2 separate regions of the Sus scrofa genome follow, and region 1 is linked to region 2. The links are chromatin contacts, called in public Hi-C maps. All regions are on one chromosome and are shown on one strand. Each heading gives the region's core, a stretch centred on a gene start, on an enhancer-like site or on the middle of the called end of the contact. The rest is flanking DNA. Distances are from core to core; before and after follow the strand shown. Region 1 holds the start of MEX3C (RNA-binding E3 ubiquitin-protein ligase MEX3C). Region 2 holds the start of ELAC1 (zinc phosphodiesterase ELAC protein 1).

Evidence for each region. A called contact is a pair of places that touch in the nucleus more often than the background predicts.
Region 1: a contact with region 2 is called in a Hi-C map of fetal skeletal muscle, with 1.9 times the contacts expected there. The contact joins the promoter of MEX3C here to the promoter of ELAC1 in region 2. A contact is called at or near these places in 4 of 47 Hi-C or Micro-C datasets (embryonic fibroblasts, epiblast stem cells, fetal skeletal muscle and 1 more).

Annotation. Positions count from the first base shown.
Region 1 is chr1:100,697,849-100,700,548 of Sscrofa11.1, forward strand. It overlaps MEX3C (RNA-binding E3 ubiquitin-protein ligase MEX3C), which reads right to left and starts at 1,429. Exons shown (of 2, transcript XM_021093297.1): 1 at 615-1,429. The coding sequence starts at 1,356.
Region 2 is chr1:100,513,368-100,516,248 of Sscrofa11.1, forward strand. It overlaps ELAC1 (zinc phosphodiesterase ELAC protein 1), which reads left to right and starts at 1,295. Exons shown (of 4, transcript XM_003121444.6): 1 at 1,295-1,500.

The DNA.
Region 1 (2,700 bases), core at 179-2,678, 180 kb after region 2:
CGAGAGTTAGAATGTATCAAAAGGAATACACTAAGATCCACAGAGAGTTAGGCTGTTCTTCAAAAACTAAATTTCTGAATAGCGGAGGGGTGGGGGGGGGGTGGCGGTTGGAACGACCGCATGAACATCCCCTTCCCCCTCAAGCTCTTTCTACAAGCCTTCATTTCTGTCAATTTCTTCATCCGAACAATCTGCTTGTAAGGGAAGCCATGCCCTTTTTACAAGACAGTGGGCTGCGCAAACTTGTCATCTCGTAGCTTTCCGTGCACAACACCGAATCCACAACCGACCCGACCTTTTACCACCTCACTGAGGTTTTTGGTGCCACGCCAGCCGGATGTTCCAGGAATTCAACCCGAGTAGAGTGAACACCGCCGGACTGGGTGGCTCGAGAAACTTACCACCTTTTGTCAGGCAACAGAATAGGAGCCGAACACCGTGGGATTTTCGCAAGGTGACCCATCTTCTCATTTCCTCGGCTCCTCCCAAACCCCGTCGCGGTAGACGTGGGGGAACTCGCCGGGCTTGTCTTTTCTGCCCCAAGCTCTTTTCTTTCGTCTCCCCACCCACGCCCCGGGCCATGCCCAGCTGGACTACCCCCAACCCGTACTCACCCTGGCGACCGACAATCTCGGCGACATGCTCAGAGCTGGGCACCGGGACGCACTCGGTGGTGTTGACGCTCTTTCTCCGGAGCAGGGCCGCCTGCTCTCCGTTCAGGGCGGCTGCCGCCGCCCCGCAGCCACCGGGGCCGTAGGCGTGGGACAGCATCGCCGCCATCATGCCCTGGGCATCGTCCCCTCCGTAAAGTACTCCAGCCGCCGCAGCCGCCGCGGCCGCTTCCCGAGCATCGAAGCCGGCGGCGGGCAGCAGCACCGACCCCAGGGACCCGCCTGGGATCGGCTGGGTCTGGGAGGCGGCGGCCGCGGGCGGCGACAGCAATAGCAGAGACGGCCGGTCCTCCTCTTCTGCCTCCTCCAGCTCTTCCTCCTCCAGCAGCTCTCCGTCCAGCTCCGCTTCCTCCCCCTCCTCCTCGTCCTCCTCCAGCTCCAGCTCGGCCGACTCCGAAACCCCGGGCCGGCCGGGCGGAGCCCGCTCCTCCGGAGACAGCCCCGCCGCCCGCCGGGCCTGGCTCTGCGCTGCCGCGGCCCGGAGAGCCGGGGCGCCGGGCTCCGCTGGGCTGGGGTCGTCGAGGCCTAGCGCGGCCAGGCGCTCCCTCAGCAGGAGCCCGTCCCCCTCGAGCTCCGGGCCAGCCGCGGGCGGCGGCAGTGGCGGCGGCGGCGGCGGCGGGGGCGGCTGCGGCAGGGGGGCCGGGGCCGCCGCCAGGGCCAGGGCCGCGGAGCTGCCGCTCGGCATCGCGGCGGCGCGCTGTCAATGGCGGCGGCGGCGGCGGCCGGGTCAGGCGCGGCGGGCGGCGAGCCCCATGGCGGACAGGGCCCCGGCCCTGCTCAGCGCGCAAACACCTTTCCTCTGGAGAGGCGGCGGGGCTGGCGACCCGGGCCGAGGAGCGCCAGGGCCCCCGGAGACCGGAGAGGGCGGGGTGGAGGGGCAGGGGAAGGAGGCAGAGGTAGGTAACTAGGTGGGTGGGTGGGGACGGCGGCGGGGCGGGCTGGTGGAGGTGGCAGCGGCTCCCCTCTCAGGGTTTCTTTTGTTTCATGGCCTTAACCAGCCCCCGGCGCGCGCGGCGGCGGCGGCGACGCCCCACGCTGCTCTCCGAATGAAGCCGGCGGGCTCTGATTGGCCGCTTTTAATCCTTGGGAGCCCGCCCTCTCCTCCCCTCAGCCTTCTAACTCCTTTCCCTAGCCCCACCCCCCCACCCTCTTTTTGGGCCCCGCCCCGCTTTTCCCCAGAGCTCTCTGATTGGGTGACCAGGACGAGCCAGTCCCCCAAGCCTTCTCCTTCCGTCCTCTGCCCTCCCCCCACCCTCCCACCCCTTTCCCTACTGGCTCACGAGGAGAGGGACTGTGATTGTTCGCTTTACATGTCACTCTTTGTGACGTACCCAGGTGGGGGCGGGAAGGGAGGCGGGACGAAGGCGTGGCAGCAGAGGCTGAAGCTAGGGCCCGAATTGGGGTTTTTGCGCAGGCGCACGCAGTGGAAGCATACACCTGGTTTTCTCTGGTTCTCCGCATCCCTCTGGCCCACCTGGGTGGGGTCTGTTAGCGCACAGAGGGAGCGGCCTTGGAGTGTAGCGTAGGCTTGGGCCGGGAAAGCGTTGTTGAAGAGATTTCCCTCTTTCAGGGTAAGGGCCTAGGGAGAGTCATCGAAGGAGGGGCCAGTGAAGTGTTCCCCTCTCCAGCCGCGGGGGTGGTTTCCTGAACCGCGTGGCTCCTGGGCCTTCCCTGCACAACTCGGGCAGGCTCCTCCCGCGGGGCAGAGCCCTCCCACGCCCATCTGGCCCGGCTCCCAGTGCGTGGCCGGTCGGTTACATCAGGAGCCTTAAATGCTGAACTTGAGTTCTTCGGGGCTTTTCAAGGAAATTAAATCATCGTTTCCTCTTTCAAGACGTTCTTCCCACAGTATTGTCCGGTTTTTAAATGACTTGTCAGAAAGAAAGCCTTATCGCTTTCCCTCATCTTGGGCTAAGACTACTGTCACACACACCTTTCCCTTGCTCCCCCCTCCCTCCACCCCTTTAGTACCAGTAGCCTCCCCAGGTTAGTCTTAATCACCTGCGTTGTCTCATGGAGATAGAATGTG
Region 2 (2,881 bases), core at 45-2,544:
TTTTTCCATGTCCACATTAATCCAAGTCTTAACCATTCTACAAGACCCAACTCAAGTCTTGGCCCCTTCTTAACGTAATGATCTCCCTATTTCCATATTTTTATGACTCCTTTTGGCTTCCTATTTGTTCCCGAATATTGTTAGTGGCTTCCTGATACCTCGTTTCCCAACTTCAGTGAATGCTCCTAAAACTAGGGGTCATGACATATTTTATAAATTATCTCAGGATCAAAAATAATACTATTGGAGTTCCCGTCGTGGCGCAGTGGTTAACGAATCCGACTAGGAACCATGAGGTTTCGGGTTCGGTGCCTGCCCTTGCTCAGTGGGTTGACGATCCGGCGTTGCCGTGAGCTGTGGTGTAGGTTGCAGACGCGGCTCGGATCCCGCGTTGCTGTGGCTCTGGCGTAGGCCAGTGGCTATGGCTCTGATTGGACCCCTAGCCTGGGAACCTCCATATGCCGCGGGAGCGGCCCAAAGAAATAGTAAAAAAAAAAAAAAATACTATCCACAAAGTCGCAGCTCAGTTACTACTTGAATAAATAAAAGCTCTGAAGAAGCCCCAAAGTACATGATCTAATGGTTTACTAAGCAAAGCAGCCAGGGCAGGGGGTGGAAGAGTTCTTTGATCCATCTCTCCTGGTAGTTTCAAAAACTACACACACAACAGTCCTTTTTCTATTCCTATTATGAAGCTGCTGAATATTTTACCACTTCCAGCATGTAAGCAAAAAGCACTGCATCTGGCACTGCATAGAAACGTGAAATTCTTAAAGTTGGGATTTAAACCAAATGAGTTTTTTCCCCTCGAGGTTGTAACCACCACATACAGCTGGGGCCTGGGCTTTTCCTTCACGTGTCCAGCAGGCTATGCTGTACACTAAGAGAATACACCTGCGACGCTTGTGCGAGCACAGTACAGGAGCTGCAGATTTTCAGCAAACATTCTGGTGCATCCCAGGAATAGCAAAGTGGAATCGAGAAAGATTCGAGATCTATAGTAATGCTGCTACCAACTCTGATTCTAAGGCACCGGAAGCTCAAGCTTTTAGATTCAGTGATTAAGAAAGATTCATTTCCACGAAACAACGGGCATTATGCAAAGATATGCAAGATCAAACCATCTGGGAAAACACGCCTGTTTGAAAACTTTTACACGGAAAAATAAAAAGCCGAAGAGTACACGGTTCTCATTTGGCGCGCTCTGGTCCTCACGGGTTACCGCCACCATCTTACCCAGAGAGCTGGTACTGGCCAGTGAAGGGGAGGAACCCACTGCGGGACACAGCAGACGCCTGGGGCTAGCACCCAGCCTCCCGGGGCAAATTGGAGCTCTGGCGGGAACCACCGAGCGCGGACCTCCGCTGCGTCCTAGAGCGGCTGCACGCGGACACAGGCGGCGGCGGACTTCCGCCCGCGAACGTTGCAGCCCCGTGGACGGCTCGGCCTCGCTGCGGGCCTGCGCCTCCCTCGGCTTTTGCCGCGGGCTTCGGGCAGTGGGTGAGTGGGGCAAGGCGTGCCGGCGGGGGGCGGGCGGGGGTCTGCGCCGCCGCGGCCTCCCCCGCGTCTGCCGAATTGGCTGAGTGAGCGGGCGGGCGCGCTTCCTACGTACTCGCGGGCTGGGCCCGGAGCGCAAGGGAGCAAGGATGCGCCTTGTCTACCCCCGAAATCCCCACCCCCTCGCCCCGGGCGGGGGCCTCAGCGGTCCTGCGCTCCTGCCGCCGCTCATCCCTACTTTGCGAGGTGATGCCAACTTGGAGGAGAGGCAGGGCTGGCTAGCGGTCTTAGACCTAGCCTCTGGACCGGACTCGGCCTTGGCCGCTCACTCTATCTCGCGGGCCACGGTTCTTTCATCTCTAAAACGGAGGATGGCAGTATCTGCCCTACGTGCACCACTGAGTGATGGCAGGGTTGGCGCTACCTGCTTGGAAACTCGTTCTCAGTCTGGCAGCCTTTAGAATCACTTGGGCTGCCTTCCAAATGCTGAGCCCCCAGAATCACCAGGTGATATACAGCCAGGATGGAGAACCACTGACCCAATGTCAAATGACAGTACGGTGATGATGTGCGGTGTTCCGACCCGGAATGTGCACGTCCTCCAAAATGGATATAGTCATCAGAAAACAGGCGGCTGTTTTTCTTGTTCTAGAAAACAGGGACCAAAATCTTGTTTGGTTATTTGCTTCCTAGTGCTTAGAATGGTGCATGTCACAAAACATGCACCCCTGTTAAATAAATTAATCTCTGACTACTTCCCGACTTAGTGGAAGAGTTTTGATCATTTGGCTTGTTTTTAAACTTTTATTATGGAAACTTTAAAATATATACGAAAAGAGAATCGTGTATTGAATTCCCAACTCATGATCGATCTTATTTCATCTCTTATCCTCACCCCCACTGGATTATTTTGAAGCAATTCCAAATGTACTATTTCACCCATAAAATGCTTGTGTTTGTTTAGAAAACAGTAACTCCTTCTTAAAACCATTATCAAAGTTACAAGAATTTCACATTACCATCTATCCAGTGAACATTTACATTTTCCCAGTTGCTTTTTCCTCCCATTATCAGTTAGTAGTACACATCAGAATTCTGACAAGCTACACATGGGCTCCTGTCTTTTAATCTCTTTATCACCTCCCTCTTTACTAAATTTTTCCTTGCATTGTACTTGTTGAAGAAGCCAAATCATTTGTCCTATAGTGTTTCCCACATACTGTATTTTGCTTTTTCCATGCACATTCCTTTAATCAACTGGTATATAGATTTAAGCCTTTAAAGGTTCTACTTTATGGCAAGAAAACCTAAGTTACTGTGTACTTCATCTCATCAGGAGTTGGATTAGGTCTTGTCTCTGTCGTGTTAAGAACGATCTATCGGA